Linked DNA regions of Mus musculus: region 1 is linked to region 2. Evidence: chromatin contacts called from public HiChIP or PLAC-seq data. All regions are on one chromosome and are shown on one strand. Each heading gives the region's core, a stretch centred on a gene start, on an enhancer-like site or on the middle of the called end of the contact. The rest is flanking DNA. Distances are from core to core; before and after follow the strand shown.

Region 1 (5,767 bases), core at 474-2,973, 360 kb after region 2:
AAGACTAGGGAGAGGTACTAGAAGGAGGGGGAGCTGATATTGAGATGTAAAGTGAATTAAAAAAAACTATTTCAAGATATCAAAAAAAAGAAAGAGAGAGAAAGAAAGAAAGAGAGAAAGAGAGAAAGAAAAGAAAGAAAGAAATCAAGCAAGTCACATAGATGTGAAAAGAACAGAATTCTCCTTAATTAAAGTCTATAGTGTGAAGCATCTTCCTGGATCACAGAAAGCCATGTTGTACAAACAGATCACCTATCTTCCCTTCTGGAGTACTACTGTTCAGAGCTGGTATTTGAACAGTAGGTTCCTGATCCAACTGTTTCAGCCCTCACCCAATTCCCTTTGTTGTTTTGAACTCACAGATATCCACCTGCCTCAGCCTCCCAATTAAAGGTGTCCCACCACTGCCTGGCCTCCTCCTGTTTTTCACTTGTACCATGTTGCCCTTGTTAGCACCTTGCCCCTTCTTTTCATTTTTTCTTGGTGTCTTCCAAGCATCCTAGGTAAGTCCAGTACACTTTCTGTTGAGTGAAATTGGCCCAGCGAGAGGATGGTGAAGAAGGTCTGGGTGACGGACTGACTATCTTGACTTAGTCTCCTTTCTGAAGCTCCTTTGGACCCTCAAACCCAGGGTAACTTTTGTGTCACACAGGGTATATTTGTCAACCACAACACTGATCTGCAACAAGGAGGATGGATGTACCAGCAAGGTGTGAATATACTGTCAAGATGCTAAGAGTTTAATAGCTCTTACTTCCAAAGGTCTGGGATGTTTCCATTGTATGCCTGCCTTTGATCCTTGTGTCAGGTTAGATGGCCTATTCTCAGGAAGGTCTCCATTTATCTCATGCTACTCTTCGTAACATGAAACCATGACTTTCTACAGGCATGCTCTTATCCTAGAAACTCATTTACATCGCCATCCTTTGCTGTCCCTATTGCTCACAGTGTCATGACTTCGAAGTGTGTGATTTTATGTGGGCTCTACAGTTTTTTTGTTTGTTTGCTTGTTTGTTTTTTAATGAAGACAACTCTTTTCTTTATTCAATCTTTCATACTCATCTACTGAGCACTCTTGATTAAAACAATGTCAGTGAATGAGGAAAGGCCAAGACAGCTTTAAAGCAAATAAGAGAGTACTAAATCATGACAATTATAATTTCTTATCACGTTGAGGTGGGGATGGAGCAGAGCTGAGGGCACATACCCAGCATTCCTGGGACCTTGCCAGCACCACAAAATTTAAAAACAAAAAAAAGAGCCAGGCCTGTTTTACATGTCTAGAATTCAGGAACTGACCATGTGGTGTTTTCCAGACACAGAAGTTACCCTGAACAACACTGTGAGTCCTGCAAGGTCTTCCAGAACACCTCTGGGAGGCCAACAAGCCAATCACTGCTTTATATGGTCTGCTCTGGCACGTGCTATGAAGACAGCATCTGTGGCTACAATCCTGCCACCAATTAAAATGCTGGGTCCATTCCAAGAGGGACTTGCCTGACACCTTTGAGCAATCTTCTTCTTTTTCCCTTGTGATTTCTTCCTACCTGAATTTTGTCAAAACTGCTTTAGAATCTGGATCAACTTTCTTTCCAATCTAAAGGAATTTGCATATTACCATCAACTGTGTATCAGTAAAGCCCAACCCCCTTCCTACCAAAGACACATCCAGCACATTGTCGGGCCTCCGCCATGCCTGCCTCACACTTCCTGCAAACACAGCGAGACTGCCATAGTTCCGCTTTAACTGAGAGCACTTGCTTTTCTCAAGTGTTAAGTCAAAGTGTTAAGTACAAGTTGACATGCTTGTGACTCATTTTAAAATAGCAAATTATAATCAGCCAACACTGTATGAAGCATGAAAGTCATTCTCTAAATCACATGTCTACACGAACACTGAGCTGGAAAAATGTGGAGAACAAACCCGAAACATATCTCCTTCATATATTACATTACCAGTTTGTCATCAACCCTTGGAAGGATTTCTAAAATATGCTACTGATATTAAGGTTGCTATGTAACAAAACTCTCAACAAGCTCACTGAAATAATTTTTAAAATATATATAGTATGAGTGTCTGCTGTGAGTGTAGGGGAGTGTCAGAGGGCAGAAAAGGGAACCATGGAATGCACTGGAACTGTAATGATGGGCAGCTGTGAGCCACGCAGTGCGGGCAGTATAAACCAACTCTGGAGGAGCAGTAAGTGCTCTTAATCTTCGAGCCATCTCCCCAGATCCCCACGACCTCCTCCAAGCAACATAGCTAATGGTTAAATAACTATTGCCATTTGGGCAGTAAAATTTAGCAACTATGGTTGCTTTTAGCTTTTTGAAACATAACTTTTCTATACAAACGTAGTACAAAGAACACCCTTAATGAAAAACAAAACTTGTTTTTTTTAACAGTCCATGTGACTAACTTGGGCTTGGGTCCCAGACTCTGGATCTACAGTAATGTTTCTCAAATAAGAATTGTGGATCCTAGAATGTTCTTTTTCTTTGGAACAACTGCTCCTTTGTCCACATTCTTTGCTTGGCTTTATGTGGTATCTGCCATCAGATACCACAGAGCCTTGGACATGTGCCTAATTTTTTCTAGTTTGACATTTGGATACCTAATCTAAAGGTCAAATTCTGATGTATAGAAGTCCCTAAACTATGTTTCCTCCTTTGCTTACAGACAAATCCTGATGTTTCAATTCCTCCATTCCTTTGATTCTACTTGATCCCTACTCTCCAGAAGAAAAACAAAAAGGTAAAACTGTGAAGTTACCTCCAACTTAAGACACAGCATTTTTACAAACAGTTAAAATACAACATGAATACTGACTCTTGCTTGCAAAATTAGTCCAATATATTTGCAATTCTCAACTAGGCAAAGTCTCAAACTACGGGAACCAAAAAAATTAACTGTAGAGAAACTAACTAAAAGACAAAAAAAAAAAAAAAAAAAAAAGCAGCAAAGACCCATGGACAGATGCCAGGGGGCCTAAATAACATAAGGAGCATTAAATACTGATGACTATAAGGAGGAGTGGAGAGATGGCTCAGTAGCTAAAGCATTTGCTACTATTGCAGAGGATCCAAGCCTGCTTTCCAGCAACTGCATGGAGTAGCTCACGATTGCCTGTAACTCTAGTTCCAGGAAGACAGCCCCCTTTTCTGCCCTCCTTGGGAACCCTTTTACAAGTGGTGTACACTAATGCAGACATATATAAAAACATTAAAGTGAAAATAAACTGCAAAGTGTGGTAGTTCAAACCTTTAATCCCAGCACTCAGGAGCAGAGGGAAGGCAGATCTCTGAGTTAGAGACCAACACGTTCCAGGCCAGTCAGGTACACATTCGCACAAACACGCACGCACACGTGCACACACACATTAATCAAATATTGAGGAAGTACACAAACGTCAATGGGATAAAATGATAGAGAGAGGAGCTTTGCAAGTCTCATTCTCTCTCGGGACTGTGAGACCACAGACACACGTGACAATGGTTCAAAATGAAGCTTGTATGATGATCCTGAGGCTATCACATGGTCTGTGCTGGGGACATGTGTTAGCGTGTCAATGTGACTTTCCCTTACCTCCAGATGTTCTAAAATATATGGTGGATTTGTCATGCCCAGCCTCAGCATGGCTCCCTCAGGAATCACTTCCACCAACTTCCACAGGAGTGTGGGGAGATCTGTGCCAATGTCTCTGCCATAGGCCCCGGTGTCCTCGCTGGTCAGCCATATCTCACAAACACCCTCTGTGGATTAAAGAGGATAATTAACAATCCTTCACCACACAGCTGCTCATCCTTCTAATGCAGGATTTCTTAGCACTACTATGCAAGCAGGGTGGGCACTCAAATGCAGAGAGAAAGCAGCTTATCCCTCTGTGGCAGTGGGTTATTAAGTTCATTTTATGAACACCAGAGAGTTTCAACCATGTCATAAATCACCAGTGTGCCCTATGAAGTCATTAACATTCACAGCCAATCAGTTCAAGCATGCTTCTCCAAAGCACTCTGATCAAAGCTCGAGCTTTAGACCCACTCAGAGAACACTCACTGAACGCCGTAAGCCTGGGAATGGAGACAGTTCCTCCACAGACTAGGAACTCATTAGTCAGTCTGTTACCAACCCCCCCCCCCAATGTCAAACACAGTTAAGGATTAACTCACAAATTATTAATTATAAGAAACCCATTTTTGTCCATAGTAACTACTTTAATCTGTTTTCCTTTATTGAATTAAAATAATGCTCACTTTGTTTTCATATTTAAAAAAAAAAAGATGGCTGTGCACAAACTAAGCCTTGGAAACCCTTCTACACTAACTGGTTCAGACCTTAGGAAGGTTTGTTTGTTTGTTTGTTTGTTTGTTTGTTTATGTTGCCATAAGGAATCCTATCTTCAAATGCTGTGGCTTGAGCTTGGATAGGCAGCACATACCAGGAAGCTGAGGCAGGAGGACTGTCCCAAGTATAAGGCCAATCTAGGTTTCCAAGTTCCGGGTTAGTCTGGACTACAGAGCAAGCCCTTTTTCTCAGAAAGGACAACTAAGCAGGTAGTTATAGCTCCCAATAGGAGCCCTCCGAAAACCACAAGAGAATACTTTTGGATCACCTAGTGCTATTAAAAATGATTGAAACAGAATGAGCAATAGCCACCAATGTTTCCTGACAGACACACAGACCAGTCCTGAACACATATTCAGTGAGAGGATTAGCTGATATCAAAAGGCCAAACGATTCAAAAGGCTAAAGTAAACCAAGTGAGTGTGAAGTTAGGTCAGGCTCAGTTTATCCTTTGCTTATAAAGACCTCAACATACAGGGGCATTAATGTAGTCTCCAGTGGGAAACATGAAAGAAGTTTCTAGAAACTATCTTAAAATGGACATTTCATGACAAAGGACTTTCAAAGAACATTTAAATTGTAATAGCCAAGAGAGGCAACAAATGAACATGGAGAGATTCCAGTTGTACAGAAGAATGCCCACAGCAAAGCTTTTAATTATCAGCAATACATCCCACAGCTTGGAGCTAAGAGCTCCAGAAACTATTCTTTCTTTAGATAATATTAATATTTTATTATTTTCAAACCTGCAAAAATAACTATGTACATGACTCAGGGGACCCCAGGGTAACTGTGAACGGTGGCTCAGTTATGACTTAAGAGAATCAAGAATTAGCAACAAGAACAAAATCTATTAAAAAGAAGTTCAGTTAAAAACAAAAAGTGGGGATGGTTTCAGTATTAAAATCAGTAATGTAGCTGAGTGTGGTAGGGACACCTTTAATCAGAAGGCAGAGGCAGGCAGATCTTGGCAGCCAGACTGATTTAGATAGTGAATTCTAGGCCAGACAAGACTACACAGTGACCTTGCTTGGCTCAAAGCCACAACCAACTCACCAAAATAAGTAATGTTAGGAATATCTTATATGCTTCCTCATTTTGAATGTACAGCTTCCAGAAATAATAAGCCTCCAAAGAAATAAATATGGCATGTATGAACATTGCCTTTAAATTTTTTATTTTTCTATTTAAAATGTAATATGTCAACACCTGCCCACCTCAAGTCCCAGGGAGCAAAATGCCTAATGGGCAGGAAGAATTTAAAAGGAGAGTGCTATGAGATGCTGTCTTCTGAGCACGGTGCCTTTCTGAGGACACCGCTAGTCAGCACTCCAGCAGGCAACAGTAACTCACTGGGGTCACACACTCAAAAGAGGAGAGGACATAAGGACAGTGGGTGGCTTCTCTAGGGAGAAAGAAGGG
Region 2 (6,656 bases), core at 885-3,384:
TTTACCCTCACATCCCTAGAATTGACCAGCAAGCATAGCATCACACATGAGAAGGGAAGCCAAGACGAAGGAAGATGCTGAGTCTAGTGCACAGACTGGTCCAGCCAGCATGCTGATCTTCTATGTTGATCTCCAGATTACCATAGGACGTGCTGTCTGTTGAGGCCATGCCAGTGGGTTCCAGCACACAACCAAGAATTTGAAACCACAAAATACCCTTTGGTCAGAATTAAATTGATAGGGAATAAGCTGCGCAGCCCAGGAATATGAAAGACACTTGATATTTCTGCCAGCTCTCTTCATGATGACATCGCCAGCCTCCAGTGTCCTCTGTTGTTGGGCTGAGCCTTTGAGTATCTGGCTCCTTATCTGTAAAACAGAGAGTGCTAATACCTCCCCCAGGGAGAAGGTGTGATTAATTGAGTGGTTAATGAGAAAGAGCCTCCAGCATGCTGCTGTGTGCATTAACAGGCTACTCAAAGAGTTGATATTATTATTAATTGTGACTGGCCAATATTAGGGTAAAGTTACAGCCAATTTCACATAGCAAGGAGCTCTATAAGACTGTGGAAGTATGCTTTATTTCCTCAGAGTTTTCTCCTTTCTTATCCCCAACTCTATCATTCATTTATAATCCATTTTGGTGGGTCAACATATCAACCCATCCATTCCTGATCTCTTTACTAAACATTAGATTTGAATACAAAGAAATTCTGGGCAAGATATGGAGTCAAGGGGGGGGCACTGTTGAGATGTTGTGTAATTACACACAAATGCACACACACACACACAGAGAGAGAGAGAGACAGAGAGAACACTAAAAATAATAGTTCATTGACCATACAGGAGTGGGAAACTATCTATATTTGACGACCTCCAACTGTCATTTATTTCTGGTAGACAATCATGCCTCCTACTGTTTTAACCCAGTTTTAAAAAATTATTTTACACACTTCAGTGGCAGCTTGCCTGTCACAAGCCACTTTTATTGCCATGATATATTTCATGATAGATTTGTGGCTGCTGGGGACATCTTTAGGGGATAACATGGTTTAATGGTTAAGTCTCAGTGAGTAAATATGTAAGCACCAACATGTCACATGATACTCACACAGTGTCTGTGGACATTCAGTTCATGTGTGGGTACATATGCACACATATATGTATAGAGGTCAGGAGTCAACCTTGGTGTTTTTCCTCAGGTGACATTCTCTTGTTTTTAAAGACAGAATCTCTCACTGGTTTGTAACTTGGCCAGTAGGTTAGGGTGGCTGGCCAGTAAGCTCCAAGGAGCTGCTACTCGCCTCTGCCTCTCCAGTGCTGACACTATTAACACGCATCACCACGCTTGGCTTCTTACATAGGTTCTGGTGTAGGTGCTCACGGTCCCATGGCAAGCACTTGACCTTCTGAGTGTCTTCCTAGACCTGAGCAGAGACTTGTCAGCTCCTAAAGAATTCAGGCCAAATTCCAACATTTTCTTTGTTCCTTCACAGTGTGGAGTTCCCTCAGAAGCCTTGATGATATACTCTGAAAAGTGGGGCACATTATTAGTTACTTTTCTCAAGTTCAGAGGAAAGGCTTTGGAATATCAGGAAAGTTCATGACAGCGGGCTTGCAGGGACACGCAGAAGCATGGGATGGGTCTGATAAGGAGAACACAGACCTATTGCGTGGAGGACAGTATAATACATGTCTGTGAAACTTTGGAAAGTCTTGAGATCCATGCAGAAGACCAGGCCATTGGCCTCTACATTGTTATGGGATGTCTGTGGCCCTGCAGGATTAAATGGGCATAGTGTTAATTAGCTAGTCTGATCCCAAGTCATGATCTTTACTCTCTTGTTTCTATGAGTTTCTAGAATTTTTAGGGCCAAGAGGTAAGTTTTCACTTGCAAGAACAGTTCTTAGGAGAGAAAGGACATTGAAATGTCACTGTGACTGAAGCACGTCAGCCTTTGCTGTTATAAACATAATCACAGCCCTCACACCCAAGCCAAGTGGGGGAGAAGCCTAGAAAAGCATGAGGTGTCTTAAGTGCTCACTTAGAGATGCACTCTACAAATAGCTCGGCAAGCATTCCTCAGTGGAGAGCTATATGGACACCAGATGCTGTTAGCAGCTCGTGACCTGGGAACCAGGAATAGGCACCGTAGCAATACACATTAATCCAGCTACAGCCTTCAGGCCCCCTCGTAGTCTCAGTGAGAGCATTCTTCTCTCCGGGGTGGATGCCTTCTGGTTCTTGCTGTTTGTATTCTTAGGCTGTGAGCATGAAGCAAGCGGGTTGAGTTTATGCTACTAAGCTCTAGAAAATTAGTAAAATGAATGTTGGGATGCAGATTCTCTGGGTATTTTAACTATCATGATCCCTTAGTAGAACACCTAAGGGTGAAATGTTTGGAAATGTCACTGTGATTTTCCATATTTGTTCATCTTTCAACAATTGATCTGGTATATGACTATTTGTTTCTAGTCCCTAGCGTGTTCTCTCTCTCTCTCTCTGTCTCTCTGTCTCTCTCTCTGTCTGTCTCTCTCTATCTCTGTCTCTCTGTCTCTCTGTCTCTCTCTCTCTCTCTCTTTCTCGGGTGGGAGTCAAAGGATAACTCTTGGAGGTCCTGGGAATTGAACTCAGGTCATTAGGCTTGGTGGCAATCACCTCTTCCCGTTGAGCTACCTCACCTGTTTCCTAACGTTTTCAAGAACCTCACACAGACACCACCCTTTCAGCGGTAACTCACAAATGGTGGGTTTACATTAAACTGCCACAAAGCTTCTTCTAAACGCCTGGAGTTGCATGTTCTTTGACTTCTCCTTTTAATTATGGTGGACTGGGAACTTTTCCAGATTTTGTGACATGTACCCAGGCATGTTAATCGTCCAAGTTACCATCGGGAGAAGGTTTGTTGCAAGTTATCATCAGGAGAAGGTTTGTGCAGCACCTTCACCGTTTTGCTGGTGCTCTCCTGGGTGAGCAGGATGGAGTTATCCCCAGCCAAGGATCAGGCCAGGGCTTTATCCATGTGTACCACATGACAGAGTCATCGCTGTCACTCCGCTTCCCATAGATACAACACGTCCTTGACTATATATTATCCTTTATTACAAGTCAGGGGTCAGCACATTTTTGTTTTTCTTTCTGTTTTCCAGTGAACAGCCAAACAGCAAACACTTTGGGGGGTCTCTACAAACCACACAGGAAAAAGCACATTTTGTTCCTTGCCAGTTGCAACTGCCTTTGCCTTTCACTTTCCTGGGAGGAATTGTTCATCTGCTTCAATTGTTCAGCTCTGCCACTGCAGCCCATCCTTAGGCATAGATGATGTGTAAATAAACGAGCATGGCTGTGTTCTAATAAAACTTTATTTATAAAACAAAGCCATGGACCAGCTTTACTGAAAAGGCTGTAGTAAGCTGGCTCTTTGTATCTATGGCATATACATATATAAATTAATATTTTAATAGCCCATTACTTTGCTTATTATTACTAATTATTATAGTGTGTATGATGTGTGATTGGAGAATAGACACACATGTGTGGATGGCAGAGGACAGCTCTAAAGAGTCAGTGTCCTTTAGGTCCCAGGGGTCAAGCTCAAGTCATCAGGATTGTGTGGCAAGAGTTTATGTGCTGTGCCCTCTCACTGGCCCCTGTCATTATCTTAGAGCTGTTGGCATTGGCATTTATTTCTCACTGCATGACAGACAGATCGGACCAGTGTAGTGTAGAGTCATTCTATATGTAGATAATGGAGACTCATTGATATCTTCCTGATAGGATCAATCAGAAAGTGAGTGGAGACACAGACACAGCCTCTTAGATCCAATGTTTGCTGTTGTGTCAGTGTTTTCCAGAACACGTCTCTCTCCGTGTAGCTGGCAAGAAAAAAGACATTCTGGAGTCACATGTGTTTGAGAAACTCCACATGACCCGAGCTTAAGAAGGCCTTCTGTGTTTGTTATGAATCCCCAAGTAGGGATTAAAGTCTGATAAGTTTTCCAAACATTTTGGATGCCAGATCATTTTAAGGTTCTCATCAAAGAAGCTCTTAGAACCCATGCTTCTCACATTGGCTTCTGGAAAAACCTTCACTGAGCAAAACCACAAACTACAGAGAGGTCATTCAGGGAAGAAATACCAACCTGAAGCCCTGGATTAGACAGAGCACAGGTTCTGATCAGGCCTTGACCCAGTGAAGTGACAACTGACAGGACCTGTCACATCCTAGGCCCGAGTTCAGTCAAAGTCTCCGCACATAACTGCCTCTGCTGTTTTTCCTTCTAAGAGGAATTGCTAATCTGATTGGTGACCGTCCAAATGGAAGGTTGGCCTTTTTCTCTAATAACTTCTTCAGTGGAGGACATAGGCTCTGGCTGAGATGCAACACACAGTTTGGTTGAAGTTCATATTTCATGAAGAAACACTTCTTTTTATGATGTCAAGTGCAGGCTGTTTTATTTGAGTCAATCAAAGAACTTCTATCCCTGGAGAAACATTTTGGTAATGTTTTGAAGGCATTATGACTGGGAACCCAGAGATACCTGTGCCATAACTATGAACATTTCACCTCCCTACAGGATTTCGCAGTGAGGATGACCAGGAAATAGTACCATCATGCTCTTACCAATTAAAATCCACATTACTGGTGACACAAGTGTTATCAAACTCGAACAATGGCTTCTTTGACAAAACCAGATAGGAGTCCGCACACAGTTGAGGCCCACAGACTAAGTGAGGCCTTCACTTCACCCTTATCACCAAACCCATGGGTACAGCCCACAAACTCACGTCATGTGAGGATCTAGAGCCTAATACCATGGCTGACCCCCAAGGGATTCTGATTCAACTACTGAAGAAGTGTTGAACTTCTGTAGTTCCGTATCGTAAGTATAAAGACCTTCCTCCAGACCCACCACTGAGACCTGTGTAATGGTTCTGGACCAGGACAGAGGTGTGTTAATGGGGGTCGTGATGGAGAACTGTTTGGGTAGGAAGGAAGATTGCAAGTGAAGAGGAAAGGTGTCCCATCAGGCAGCTGGGGTAAATGGAGAAGTCAGTTGTGTAAGTTTCCATTGTGTTGCTATGACAAAGTGCCTGACAAAAGTGACATGAGTAAGGAAGGTTTACTCTGTCTCAACAGTGTAAGGTCACACTCAGTCACGGAGGAGAAGGCATGGTGGCAGGATCTTGTGGTAGCCGGTGGCACTGTGTCCACAATCAAGAAACAGAGAGAGAGAGATGGATGTTGCTGGTTCTCATTTCTCCCTTTTGTTTGGTCAGAGGCCCCATGGATAGTGCCATTCACACTCAGGGTGGGGCGTCCCTACTGTGTTAAAGTTTCCTGGAAAAAACTCTCACTGACACATCCAGAGGTGTGTTTCCATGGTGATACTAAATCCAGCTGAGTTGACAATGAAGAGTCACTAGCATGTCATAGGGGCCACTCACTTTCACTGGGAACTTGTGTTTCACAGAGGAAAATCGCAACCACACTCAGCTCTACCCCCTTATGATGCTGGAGATGGTGGAAACACGCATGATGACGGAGCTACTGAAACAGCATCCCAGACTGTGTTCTAACGTGTTCCCGCCTTGAACCCCGCTGCAACATTGAAATGTTATCTCGGTTTCATTCCCCTTCTGGCTCCTTTGAGCATCTACAAGCTCAGGGCAGGGATCTGGGTTCCCAACTCACACAATTACATCGAGGGCTTTTTCTGTTTCTCTTTTTCCTTCCTTCCTTCCTTCCTTCCTTCCTTCCTTCCTTCCTTCCTTCCTTCCTTCCTTCCTTCCTTCCTCTCTCTCTCTCTCTCTCTCTCTCTCTCTCTCTCTCTTTCTTTCTTTCCTTTTTTTTAAGCAACTAAGTCAAAAGGCATAGCAGACTTTGAAGGGATGGAATGACCCAAAAACACCCCTCCCTGGAGTTGAACAAGCCTAGTCTAATTAACATTGCTACAGGGAGGCACTTAATTTTCCTAACAAACACATACCTCGCAAGACACTAAGCAGTAAACAAGTTCTAATAAGTGATCAACAGGCAGGGTTTCCAGCAGTTGCTTTTGGACGGTCAGGGTCTTGGGCTGTATTTTTTTCCATTATTAAAGCAGGCGGGGAAGGGGTGTTGGTGCAGGGAGAAGCTGGAAATTACTGCCAGAGCAGATCAGTTCCACTAAAAATGCCCCAAACAGCACTCTCTTCCCCTGCCCTGGAAATTATGTGGCTCGCTCCACCCTTCTAAATTACACTGTCCTGATAGGCTTTATTTTCCAACTAAATATACAGAATGGAGATATTACCTGATAATGTGACCTGAGCTGCTTTTGGCCAGTCTCATGTTTTTTTCCAATAACAGCACAAGAGTCTGGATGATGGGGCCTTTAGAATCAACAGCCAGCATGGCTTTGTCCTGTGTGAAAAGCGCGTTGCCAGCTTCTTGTACCTCAGAACAGAGATGAGCCCCAGGGGCTGTGGCTATAGCCTGGATGTGATTTTGCACAAATCACAGCCAAAGAAGGGGCGTGTACATATATCACATTTGAATTTTGTCCAATGTGTCTCTCTCTCCCTTTGTGCCTTCATAAATAATCCAGAGCCTGCAACAGAGGAAAAGGAGGTGGTGAAATCACTTCCCAAGCTTAAAGTAATCATACCTGGG

The links. HiChIP or PLAC-seq counts read pairs in DNA pulled down with a chosen protein or histone mark.
Region 1: a contact with region 2 is called in an H3K27ac HiChIP or PLAC-seq map of heart atrium, with 6 times the contacts expected there. The contact joins two enhancer-like sites. A contact is called at or near these places in 3 of 115 datasets of contacts at active chromatin or transcription factors (cardiomyocytes, embryonic stem cells and heart atrium).

Annotation. Positions count from the first base shown.
Region 1 is chr13:29,548,643-29,554,409 of GRCm38.p6, forward strand. It overlaps Cdkal1 (CDK5 regulatory subunit associated protein 1-like 1), which reads right to left. Exons shown (of 16, transcript NM_144536.3): 10 at 3,587-3,753. Among named protein-coding and RNA genes, the nearest start is that of Cdkal1, 300 kb to the right of the region's middle. Within about 2 kb of position 1,724, at least 39 of the 459 cell types and tissues checked have an H3K27ac peak or open chromatin away from gene starts, as enhancers often do. A contact at or near this core is called in heart atrium, where this site is marked.
Region 2 is chr13:29,188,662-29,195,317 of GRCm38.p6, forward strand. It overlaps a transcript of Cdkal1 not described here. Among named protein-coding and RNA genes, the nearest start is that of A330102I10Rik, 180 kb to the left of the region's middle. Within about 2 kb of position 2,135, at least 11 of the 459 cell types and tissues checked have an H3K27ac peak or open chromatin away from gene starts, as enhancers often do. A contact at or near this core is called in heart atrium, where this site is marked.